3 separate regions of the Gossypium hirsutum genome follow, and regions 1 and 3 are each linked to region 2. A link is a contact called in public Hi-C data. All regions are on one chromosome and are shown on one strand. The core of a region is the stretch at or near the end of the contact, and the rest is flanking DNA. Distances in the headings are between cores, read along the strand shown. Region 1 has its middle 23 kb from the start of LOC121217708. Region 2 holds the start of LOC121203073 (30S ribosomal protein 3, chloroplastic). Region 3 has its middle 34 kb from the start of LOC121217708.

The links. Hi-C and Micro-C count contacts between places; a contact is called where the count stands out from the background.
Region 1: a contact with region 2 is called in a Hi-C map of leaf, with 2.6 times the contacts expected there. The contact joins the enhancer-like site here to the promoter of LOC121203073 in region 2. A contact is called at or near these places in 12 of 34 Hi-C or Micro-C datasets (callus, hypocotyl, leaf and 1 more).
Region 3: a Hi-C map of leaf shows a contact between it and region 2, with 1.9 times the contacts expected there. The contact joins the enhancer-like site here to the promoter of LOC121203073 in region 2. A contact is called at or near these places in 2 of 34 Hi-C or Micro-C datasets (hypocotyl and leaf).

What each region holds. Positions count from the first base shown.
Region 1 is chrA03:56,439,652-56,444,332 of Gossypium_hirsutum_v2.1, forward strand. No RefSeq gene overlaps it. Among protein-coding and RNA genes, the nearest start is that of LOC121217708, 23 kb to the right of the region's middle. Within about 2 kb of position 2,535, at least 4 of the 9 cell types and tissues checked have an H3K27ac peak or open chromatin away from gene starts, as enhancers often do. A contact at or near this core is called in hypocotyl and leaf, where this site is marked.
Region 2 is chrA03:56,118,456-56,122,763 of Gossypium_hirsutum_v2.1, forward strand. It overlaps LOC121203073 (30S ribosomal protein 3, chloroplastic), which reads right to left and starts at 2,039. Exons shown (of 1, transcript XM_041099147.1): 1 at 1,242-2,039. The coding sequence starts at 1,894. The coding sequence ends at 1,403. It overlaps LOC107887168, which reads left to right. Exons shown (of 5, transcript XM_016811331.2): 5 at 1-712. The coding sequence ends at 559.
Region 3 is chrA03:56,496,572-56,500,887 of Gossypium_hirsutum_v2.1, forward strand. No RefSeq gene overlaps it. Among protein-coding and RNA genes, the nearest start is that of LOC121217708, 34 kb to the left of the region's middle. Within about 2 kb of position 1,645, at least 6 of the 9 cell types and tissues checked have an H3K27ac peak or open chromatin away from gene starts, as enhancers often do. A contact at or near this core is called in leaf, where this site is marked.

The DNA.
Region 1 (4,681 bases), core at 1,285-3,784, 320 kb after region 2:
TGTATGATCATAATATATATTAAAATTAATTGGTTATTCTTAAATTTGAAGTCTCAATCATCTAATCTTAATTTAGCAATTATTGTATATGTACCCATACATTTATTATACAAAGCTACCAAACTCTGATTAGTAATAACTTGAAGCCTTTAGAGTAAGTACAATTGTAATTAAATTAGGGGTAAATTTTTTATTTACTGCTCACATTTCTATTTTCAACATCCATTTCAAAATTTTGTTATTTTACTTACTCCCATCACATAAATTATCAATTTTAATCACTCCACCATTAATTTAAGTTTGGTTACCAAATTGAATGTTAATATAGTCTAGTATAATAATAAAATCAACTCTCAATATTTACTTATTTTATTGATTAACAAACAAAACAAATCTAGCCTTTACTATTCACACATTATACCAATTTGGCCATGATTCTAAAAATTAAAAATTTTAAATTTTAAAAAATATATAAAATTCAAAATTATTAAATCTTAATATATTTTGGCACCTTCAATCTGCACTTTTCCTTCTTATCTTCCTCAATCAAGGCCAATTTTTGTTCCTCGTTACTCAAATATTTCTTTGTAGATTTTAATTGTTTAACTGATTTACCTCTTAAATCTTTCATATAGTTTTAATCTAACGTTGTTGGTTTCTTGTTTTCCTTTCTAATTTTTCTGAATTAATGCATAATTTATAATTTTTGAGCTTGGGGTTGGGGGAAACATCATAGAGAAAAAGTGGGAAGTAAATACAAGAAATAATAGTGAAAAGGTAGTGGAGATGAGATGATTTTAGATTGCAGTGTAAAGAAGATAGTGTTATTCTTATATTATTTGGTGCGCATTTTAAGTGATTCGTAATGAAAGTATTATCTAATTAATTTCTTTCCAAATTCTAAAAATTTACAAATTTTTCTTCTTACTATTTTAATTCAAATAAATAATCTAAATTTAAAATGAAAAAATAATTCATTTTTACAATAAAAAATAAAAGTCAAATTTAAATAACCTCAGAATGATAGGCATAGAAAGTATATTTGAGAAAACGAAAAAAGAAAAGAAAGATGGAAAGGAAAAGTGTGGATTTTGGGGAAGGCTGGTGTGAAAATATATTAAATTTTTTAAAAAATTTTAAATATATATTTTTTATAATTTTTTAGTATTTTATAAATTTTAATTTTTTTAATATTTATTTATTAATTTATATTTATATTTTCTTATTAAAATCATAACTAAAATAGTATAATATGTAAATATTAAGAGTTAAATTTGTTTTTTTTTAAATCATGATTAAATTAAGAAAATAGGTAAACATTAAGGACTAATTTTGTTATTATACAAAATCACGTCAACATTCCGTTTGATGACTCAACTCATTTAAATCATAAAATGATTTAAATTGACAATTTATCCAATAAAAATGACAAAAATAATAATTTTTTAAAATAAGTGAAAAAAAATGAAAAAAACAAGTAAACTCGGGTCATAAATAAGGTAATTTACTCATAAAATAGTGTTTAAGTGAGTGATGGCATGTGGATGGATGAAGTGAAGTAATGAGGAAGTGATGCTTTCTGAGCTGTGCTTTCTAGTATTTAGGTTTGTTGTTATGAGTAAGAACAAAATTAGAGGAAAGTCCAAAAGAATCTTCACTGTTGTTGTATCATTGTATTTGTTTAGTGGTCTTATTGCTTCGGTTGTCCCATACCAGTATCCCCATCACCAACAAAAAAAAAATTACATTTTTTTTTATTATGATTTCAAGCTTACCAATAATCTCATCTAGGTAAACCCAAAAGAAGGATGGCAGGTCCGACTTTGGGGAGGGAAAAATATTCAGACACATATATAAGTTAAAAGAGTACTTAGAATTTAAGGACTAAGTTGTATTAAATTAGTACTTCTATTATAATATAAAATAATTTAAAATTTTATATTATTACAAAAAATTAAATAAATCTAAACTATAACAGAATTAACATTTTCTGTATAAAAAATATTTTAAAAAATATTTTTTACAATTGTAATTTAGTTCTAAACAAAAGACTTTATTTAGAAAACTATAAGCACTTTAAAAAAATTAACTTTGTTAAACAGTAAATAATATTTTTTTAAATATTAAATGTTAATTCTATTCTAATTTAACTTTATTTGATTTTTTATAATAATATAATGACTAAATTTACCCATTTAATAATAGAGTGATTAATCTCCTAATTGCTTTTTTTTTTCTTTTTTTCTTTTTTTGATAAAAAGACCCAATGGTCAACATCATTTTATAACATCCCTTAAAATAAAATCATGGAATTCCGAAGGATAATCCATATCAAAATCCGTAATACAATTCTGGACATTAGCCCAATTACAAAGACTATCCGCAACTTTGTTACAACCACGCGGGGTCCAAACAAAACTAAAGCTAAAATTACAGCACTGTTTCAGCTTATTAATGATATCCTTGGTGCAATGGCCCATAGTTGAATAGTCAATTTTTGTTTTATTGAGTTGGTTGATCAAGCCCACACAATCCGACTCAAAAATCAGCTTGGTCCAACTTTTAGTCTGGGCGAAAATAATGCTCTCCTCCAACGCATGCAGCTTGGCGCATTCGGCTTGAACTTTCTTCTCCAGCACACCCGCTCGACCGTCGAGAACAAAGCCTTCATGGTCCCTCGCCACAATACCGAAGCAGATCTTCCTCCCATTCGTATTAGCGTCGAAATTAATTTTAACCATCCCTTGGTCAGGCTTCCACCAGCCCTGCTCTCTTTCCGGTTTCGAAATCATCGGGCACTCTAAAAAGTTGAAAATGAGGAAATCACGACTTAAAGCAGCAGCACTGTCCCAGGTCACCATGGCACCGTCCTCCTTGTCATGGAAAACTTTATTATTCCGACTATTCCAAATGTTCCACAGCACCGTAATCAAGTCAGAGAACGCCTTCTTATCTATCATGCGAGCCACATCCTCGAGCCAATCCACACACCTATTGTAAGTGCCTTCGAGAACTTTATTATTTAAACCACCATGGACCAAGACCGCCCTAGCCCTCGGGCAATCTTTCATAGCATGGATGAGGGTCTCCTTGTCGCTCCCACATCTCGGACAATTGCTTTTAACCTCCTTCTGAATGCTAGAAATTTTATCATACGTAGGGAGAATATCATACCCTAAACGCCAGCAAAAAATCTTAATTTTCGGGAGGGTTTGAATTTTCCAGGCCAATCTCCAAAAGATCCGATGAGGGCCATACCCCACATGCTTCAGCGTCAACCAGGAGTAAGCAGACTTGGTAGAATAGTAACCAAAGGGGTTATGGTACCAGATACGATAATCATCAGGACTATTATGGAAAAGGGGGATTTTACATATTTGGTCCCCCAAAAAATCACCGTAGATCTCAAAAATCCTACTCTCGTTCGAGCCGTCTTTCTCATTATTCAACAGGTCACTCACCTTGTTCTCTTGGACCGCCTGTCTATCAAGTCTGATCGAGCACCCGAAAGCCCTTCGAATCCCCAATTGTCGGGCCAAATGTCGATCTTATCCCCCCGACCCACGATCCAACCAAAACCCTCATACAAAATACTCGCGGCTTTAGAAATGCTCTGCCACGTAAAGGAGGGTTTATTCCTAATTGCTTTCATATAGAAAGAGAGGGGGGATTATTATTTTGTGGAATAAAAAATCACAAGTCTAAAATAAAATCATTTGTTCTTAATATAGAAGAAGAAAGTTAGGGTAGGCTTGCTTGCGGATATTTTTTACTCCATTAGTGGTCTAAATAATTATTTATGCACATAATATTTTCAAAAATATAATATAGTAAATTTTAATTATAAATAAATATAAAAATCATAATTTTAATATTAATATTAATATTAATAGAAAATAAATATACAAATTTTCTCTATACGTGACTTATTTAAAATATGAATCTTGTAATATTTTTATAATAAAAAGTTATTAATTAATTTATTTTATTTTCACTTATGTATTTACCTATTATTATTATTTTGTATAAATATATATTTTTAATTAAGTATTGTAAAATTAATATTTATAATTTTTTACTTATTTAATAAGTTATATAAATTTTTACAATTATAATTATTAATTTTATTATTATATTCTATTATCGATTATTTACAATTATTTTATTTATAGAACTATTTATTAATATGTTATTGAGTTTTTACCTCTATTTTACTATTTAGTTAAAAAAATGTTATCATTTGTTACTATACTATAAATCATATATTATTAACTATAATCAGGCTTAAATAGAAAACTGGTATCAAAACTATAACCTTTTTTTTTATTATTTGTGTACCTTTTTTATCAAAAATATACCTAAATTATGATTATATTATATAAATTATCTTAATATTAACATTATTTAAAAAAAGCTTAAGCGTGCAAAAAGTTCTTAAACTTTTTCAAAAAAAATAATTAAACCCATGCTTTTTTCTTCTTCTTTTTTTTTGCATTCATTTAGGTACTTGAACTTTCAAAATACATCAAAAAAGACCTCAAATCTTTTCAAAAAAAGCAATTAAGCCCCTACTTTTTTTTACACTCAATTGAGTACTTGAACTTTCAAAATGCATCAAAAAGGCCCTCAAACTTTTTCAAAAAAAGCAATCAAGCCCCTGCTTTTATTAAAAAATATAAAA
Region 2 (4,308 bases), core at 789-3,288:
TGATCAAAACAGTCCCAATAGTCAAAGAAAAAGAGTGCTTGAGAGAGAGGAACCAAATTCTGAAGATAAAGAAACTCAACAAGGCAATCAAGCAGAGGACTTGAAACAGACACCAGAAATCAAGATTTCGAGCCCTTCTTCAAGTAAAGATTCATCACAAGGAAACCTGGACATTAGGACAATGTCGTTGGATGAAGTGGACCCTATCAAGCTATTGGAAAAGGAAGTAGCCATTCATGAGAGCGACGATGAGAATTACGATTCCCATGATTCCAGTTTTCATATGAACACAAGCATGTTTAAAGTCAAGGTCCAAGATGAAGATGAGAATTACGAGTACACAGAGAAAACTGCACTGATGTTTCAGAACTCATCTGATAAGCAAATCCCCTCAAGCCTTCGTGCTGGCTTGAAGGTGGAGGCTGTACCCGAAATCCCCACAGAACATGTGGCTCAAAGTTCTGGGACGAAAGGTAAACGACCCTTTACCATGAATAAGGCGCCGTTTTCTGTAAGGACTAGACAAGTTCGTGGCTGCTGCGGGGCATCAGTATACTGATTTCATTTTGAAGTTTGGCGAGTTGCATTATGGTATCAGTCGGGTCTATAAGTTTGTTTGTTTGTTTCCCCTTGTTTGTTTATTTTCTTGAGACGTAAACTCGATGTTAACATTTTTGGAATTATTTTCGAAGAAAAATATGTTGGAAAACAAGTCGAAGTTCCCAAACATAATTATACTACCTTGCCTTAGCATGCAAGTACGTATCATCCTGCAAGGAAAAAACCAGAATGCAACACAACTTGCATAGGCTTAATGACTACACACAAGAGAAATCGTGGAACCAAAATAAGGGACTCATGGTTATGTGAGTGCATTAAATATAAATCCCCAAAAGGGGAAGAAGATGAAATTAAGTTGCAATATTGAACAAGAAGATGAAATATTGTCCTTTTAGCAGAAACATTATTTCATTTATCTTCAATCAGTACAAGTTAAAGACACCTAGGCAAATGCATGTTTGCATCTACCTCCACAGGCTACCCAAACTAAATAGATTTTCCTCGACAATGCTTTGGCTGGTAAAATTATACAAAGCTAAGGTAATTCTATAAAAACTAGCATCAAATTCGTATACCATCTACATCAATGACATGTAATGATCATGAAAAAAAACTAACTTGGTAAAGATTCATATCTAACAAGGATGAAAAATCTACAAATATGTGGATCACTAGGGAAATACCAACAATTCAGCAGTGTTTGTTATCGTATTAAAACCAACAATTCATATCTTAGTTCAGAGCTAAGAGGTTTCAAACCAAACATTCTCAAATTCAGTTGATTAACCGAGGCCATTTTGCATAGCTAAGACAAAAAAAAATTATATAAAGAAATGCACATCTAGCTCTGGGCAAGGTTGCCACCACTTTGCTGCCATAGATTGATGATATCAGTGGCCTGATTGAGAAGGATAATCATCTTCTTCTGAGAAATCCAAGGCTTACTTTCTAGAGTGGCCTTGAGCTCTTCCCAGGCATCTTTCCTTGGCCAGAAGAAATATGGACTTAGAGGAACAGTGCCGTGGCCCGGTATGACTTGATCAAGGGCAAGCCCGATGTTCTTTTCCATCCATATGAATTTCAAAACCAGTCTTGGCTTTCCAACTTGCTTGACCACCACCTCAGGTTTCTGAGGAATGATGAAGTCGGATGGTGTTTCAGTCTCAGTGACAGCTTCCGTGGCAGCCGAAGCAGTTAGTGTTGGAGTTTTGATTGTTTTCTTCAAAATGGGATTTTTGTTAAGGCAAAAGGGGGTGTTAAAGGATTTCTGATAACGAAAGGAATGACAAGTGAAAGTAGTATGGAGTGTAGATGAAGTAGCCATGGATAACATTTTGTATTGCAGAATGAGAGAGAGATGTGACGATGCGAGTCTTAAAAGCTGCTTTGTGGAGAAAGGATAAGGGATATGGGGCAATGGTAGGAATAGGAGGACATTGGCTTGGATTGGATCCTATGTTTTAATTATACTCGGTTTGCTCCTTTAACCTCTTAGCTCTATACTTTGATATAATTTCTTCTTCAAATTTCTTTTTAATTTGTTATTAACATATATGTATGTCTTAACCAAATGAGCGCTCTATATTATGTTATAATACGATACATCTGTTCATGGGTCGGTTATTCATTTAAGCCCAAAGTTCTGTTTAAAATTTAGGAGGATTTAGACAAAAATAATAAGTCTAAAAAATGAGCTTAAATAAAAAAATTAATTCCGTTTAAAATATGGGTCAGACTTGGGCTTTAAACATTCAAAAGCCTAACCTGACTCGGCTCGATCCGTTTTAAGTTTATAATATTTATATTATGTTATTTTTATATATTATGAAATTTAGAACTCAATAAAAAAAATAAACCTATACTCTAATGTAAATATTAAAATAATGTTAAGGTGACTATATAAAAAATTCAATAAATAAAAAAATGTATAAAATTATTAAATATTAAAATAATATAATATAAGTTTTTTTAAATTAAAAAAATAATATGGACGAGTCTAAAATAAGTTTGGGTTAGTCTTTTACAAATATGGACGGGTTTGAGCAAAATTTTAAATTCAAATTTTTGGTCAAACTGAACTTAAACAAATATAAAATATATTAATATTACGCTTAAACTGGAGATAACCTACCAATAAACTCCTCTAAATACAAGTTATGGTGCTCATAAATTACATTACTTATTATCTTAAATTAACGCCATTTATTTTAATAAAGAAACATATCGGTATGCTTGTTTATGTTTAAACTTTAATTTCAATATAGTGGAACCCAATTTTGATATATGCAGGTGAATTTTATATTATTTAAACTTATACTTATATTTAAATATTTTATTGAGTTAGTGTTATTTTTAATTGTTCACCAATTTAATTATTAAATTATAAAAATATTTAAAAAAAGGATATAATTAATATTGTCGAAACTATTTTTTTAGAAAACGGGGTCGACTTTGATTTTGAAAATGAAAACAAACAATGGGAGTCGCCACCAATCCTTTTTTATGAGGTGTGATCGGGTCACCTTAAATTAATCATTTTAATAAAAGTTAAGATTTACTAAAACGATAATTTTTGGTCTACGAGAATCAAAAAATGAGTTCGGGAGTTGGTTACGTACGAGGAAGGATTAGCACCCTCGTGATGCCCAAAAATTGGTACCTAGTTGATTAATTAGTGTCTTAGTGTCGAAACTTTGAAAACTTGAAAGACTTTAAAATACGATCCCTCTTTTTGTAGAAACACTTGAATGTTAAAGATCTTCTCGTCTCGAAATAATAAAATGTCACATCCAGTAAGTTGGGACACAACATCTTGAATTTTCGAGAACGAGCTTGCCTTTTATTTAAAATTTGTGTATTTTAACCTATTAAAAGGGTATCCGATTATTTAGAGTAAACGAGAAAAATCGAAACCCAGTAAGTTAGGGCACGATATCTTGAATTTCTAAATATCGAATATTACCTTTGTTTGCAAAAATCTTATCTCGGGGTATCAAGATATCATATCCAATAAGTTAGGACACAACACATCGTATCTCCGAGAATAAGTATTTTATTCAAAACTCGTGTTGTGATTTTAAAAGAATATTTCATTATTTTAGATTAAATAAGAAAAATCGAAATCTAGTAAGTTAGGGCACGATTTTTTGGAATTTCTAAATATGGAATATTGCTTTTATGAAAAAATTATTTTAATGTATCGAGAAAAAATATGACGTGATTTATAGTGAAATATAAAAGCAAATTATGGTACTAATACGTATAATAGCATGATAATAGGTGCGACAATATCAATAACAATAATATGAGCAATTATAAAAAGATGAAATAAAAGCAAGGCTAGTAATAAAAATAAAATAAAACAAATGCATAAAGAAAATGAAATAAGCAAATATATAAGTACATAAATAAATATATATATATATAAAACATGACAAAATAAAAATGACAATGATAACAAAAACGATAGTAATAATAATATTGATAATAATACTAATGATAATAATAAGAGTAATAATAAGAATATTAATATTAGTATTAATAATAATGATAATAATAATAGAAAATAAAAATAAAATAATATAGTAATAGTAATAAAAAAATATAATAATAATAATAGTAATTTAATACAATAGTAATAATAATAAAAGGGTGATAATAATATATTAAATAGTAAAATAAATAATAGTAACAGCAATTTAAAAAAGATAATAGTAATAATAAAATAAAAAATAACAATAATACATT
Region 3 (4,316 bases), core at 395-2,894, 380 kb after region 2:
ATCTATTAACTATAAAAATGTAATAAAAGACACAATAAAGTAATTGAAAATAAATAGTATGTAAATGCCACAAATGATCAGCATCTTTATTATAAAGCAAAATATATTATATATGAGTGAATCTAGATTTTTTTTTTCCTCTGGATTTGAAAAAAAAAATGTAGAAAGTAGAAATATGCAATTAAAAAACTAACTTTGATTTTCATTTGTTGATTGATAGTGAATTTTTTTTTTTTGACTTTGATCCTAATGAAATGGACTCTTTTCTGATATCATCAAAGTTTTAAAATATTCGATTAATAAATAGTTATAGATAAAATTTATAATATATAATTATTAAATTAAATTAATTTGATAAATTAATTTTTTTAAATTTTTATTTATTCAGTTAACTATTTATTTTAAATATAAAATTTTAAAAATATCAACTTAATTAATTGTTATAGATAATAAGGATAATATATAATTGAAATATTAAAAAAATTATTTAATTAACTATTTGGTTATACATAAAATTTTTAAAATACTAACTTAACAAATAGTTAAGTTAAATAGATATATACACTTCTTTCACATTAAAAATATTAGTATATGCCCTTGAGTTTTAGCTCGATTGGTATAAGCATTGTTGCTAATATAGGATAACGTGGGTTTGAGTGCATTAAAGCGCACTATCCATTCTATTTATGGGCTGCGGAGAGTCTATGAATAGTTCTAGGCATTGTGTTAAAAAGAACAGATATGATCAGAACCTCTAATAAAATTGTTCCAAAAAAAAATTAGTATATGCTAATAATTAAATCAAAGAATATATAAATTAAATTATACAGATAAATTAACTTTATAAAAATAATATTTATCTAATTAAACATTTATCTAATTTTTAAAATTTATGTTAACTAATTAATTAAATATGTATTTTAAACATTAAATTAACTTAAAATTTAATTATAGATAATATATAAAATATTAAAATAAACACTAATCTAGATATCATAAATCATTATTTTAAATAAATAAAAATTTATTTATTTAAGTTAAATTAATGGATTAATTAACTATAATAAATTTAATTTAACTTAAATAATGGCTTTAAAAACTATAGAAATTATATTTGTAAAAATATAGAAATTAAATAAAAAAATAGAAACACACCACTTGTCATCATTATATACTTGTGTACCTTATTTTATATATATATATATTATTAGATATAGTTGTTTAAGTTTAATTTAGTTCCAAATATAAATTTAAAATTATCTATATTTATAAATTGACTAATTAAACTTATTTAGACCCAATCATATATATATATTATTCTTAAGAGTATATATTTGTATTTTTATGTGATATTTAGTAATTATATATGTATGTTTTTTTACTATTTATATGTTTTTAATTAAAATTTTAAATAAAATAGTTTAATATATTTTTAATATTTACATTATAATAAAATATTTAATTTCATATGATATAAATTACATTAAAAAAAATATTTTATAAAAGTCGAGTTAAATCAAAACTTTTATTCACATGATATTTTAAATTTAATATATTTTGTTCAAATACCCCCAATTATTGAGTCGGCCTAGGAAATAGGTCAATTTATAACCCATCCCATTGGACACTCTCAAAGTCCTTGCTCCGAATTCATTTGGGTTTGTAGCTCTAGATGGACTACTTAGCCCATTACCACTTCAATAATCCTTTATATTTAATAGAAAAGAGTTAGGAAATCTATGATTCAAATTTACATTGTTTACCAATGTAAGGTAAATTTGTTGGTTTTAAAATACTTAAATATTGTGACAAGGTAAGGTAAATTTGTTCCACCCATTTTATCTAAACAAGGATTTAAAGAGACGAATAGCATCTTGATCAATGAAGACAAAAGGCGGTTTCCATACACAAATTTAGACGCGTTTTCTAAGGGAAGAACTTCTGATCTTGATTTCCCTTTCAGATTGATCCAGAGGCAAGAGGTATGCTACTAATTGCTGGGTTGGGATCAGTTTTGGGATTGGGAGAGAAGGAACCTTTTGAAGCCTTTTACTTTAATTTATTGGTTCATAACCCTACCATTATTACTTGAGAAAATTATCGATATGTTGATTTTTTTTAAAAAGAAAAAAAAAAGGGATGTAGACTACTTTTTTAGTATGTAGGGAAATATGTCATTTTTCCTAGTGTGTCATGAAAGTGTGCTATGGGGTACACGCTTTTGCAAAATGCTTCATACAAGATGCATTTTTCATCATATGATTAAATATTGATGTTTTCATATTTGTTCGATTCCCTTTTTAATATTTTGTGTTTTTTTTATTCATGTTGTTTCAATCTTTTTATTTTAATTTTGTTTCAAGCTTTTTTTATTTTAACTTCAATTTTTTTTGGAGTTTTGTTAATTTTAATTTTGTTTCAAGCTTTTTATTTTATTTTCTAATTTTTAATTAAAAAACATGTCTTTTTTTTCAATATTTTTAATTTTAATTTTAATTAATAATTCCTTTATTTATATAAATAAAACAATAAATATGTATTATATAATAAAATATATATTTTTGATATATATTATTATGTTAAATTTAATTTAATTTTTAAGAACATCAACTACTTTTTTAAATATATATTTTTATTTATACTTTTAAATGTCAAATATTTATTTTTTCCAACTACGTTGTGGGTATGGTAAATTCTAATATTATAAAATCAAACAATGATGTTTTTAATTTATTTTACACATAAAAAAATTGTATTTACTAAAAATAATGATATTTGAAATAATTAATTAATTTTATAATTTTATAATTTTCCATACCCATAATGTAGGTGAAAAAACAATGATATTTGAAATAATGGTTTTATTTTATAATATTAGAATTTACAATATCCACGATATAGGTAAAAAAAATAAAAATTTGAAATAAAAATATAAATCAAGAAAAATATATTAAAAAATTAATTGATGTTTTTAAAATATAAAATATATTTAACATAATGATATATAAAATATTTTTTAATTATATAATTACATGTTTATTATTTTGTTTTTATAAATAAAGGAGTTATTAATTAAAAATATGAATTAAAAATAAAATTTTAAAAACTTGAAGACAACCTATTTATTAATTAAAAACATTAATTAAAAATTAAAATAAAAAAGCTTTAAACAACATGAATTAATTTAATTAAAAGTATTAATTAAAAAGTAAAAATTAGAAATTTCCAACAATCTCTTAGCCTAATGGTAAGAATATTTAGTTATAGGTATGAAACTTGGATTCGATTTCAACCAACCCCATTCTTCTCCCCAGTTATCAAAAAAGAAAAGTAAAATTTAAAAATTAAAATAAAAAAAAAGCTTGAACCATAATTAAAAAAAATCCAAACAACATGAATAAAAAAAAAAAACCCAAAATGCTGAAAGGAGAAGTCGAACTTGGGCCACATGCATGAAAGCACCAACATTTAACCAATGAAAAGGACTTCTTGTATAAAGTGTATTACAAAAGCACAACCCGATGGCGTCTAGAGGTGTCCATGGGTCGGGTTGAACCTAAGCATTATATTAATATACTTTATGCTTGCCCTAGCTCAACCCGACTTGAAATGTAGATCTAAAATTTTGTCAAAGCTAGTTCATATTTGCAAAAGACTAACTGAATCCCATTTTAGGTTTGCCCATACTATTTTTTAAAAAATTTAAAAAATATTTATATTATTTTAATTTAATATTTAATAATGTTATACAATTTTCTATTTATTAAATTTTTTTATATAATTATCTTAACATTATTTTAATGTTTACATTATAGTAGTATTATATATTTAGTATAGGTTTTATTTTTTCTAATGTATTATAAATGAGATAATATATAAAAATAACATAATATAAAGTATTATAAACTTAAAAATGGGTCGGGTCGGGCCGGGCCGGGCCGGGCTAGGCTCAGGCCTTAAATGTTCAAACCCGAGCTCAACTCATATTTTAAATAGGCCTAATTTGTTTTTTTACCTAAGCCCATTTTTCAGGCCTAATATTTTTCCAAAACCCTCCCAAATTTCAGACAGACCTTTGGACCTAGACAAGTAGCGTGACCTATGAACAAGTCTAATGGCGTCCTTTCTTGCCATGTCAACAAAAATAACCTATTTTCCTAAATACTAAAAAAGTAACCTATATCCCTAATTTGTTTTTCTACAATCAACACATACCGATAAGTTTTCCATTATTACTGGCTGTATCTGTTACTCTTGTTTTCGTTAAATGGATCACAACGGGCTTCAATAAAAAAAAATGTATGTAGCTTCACTTA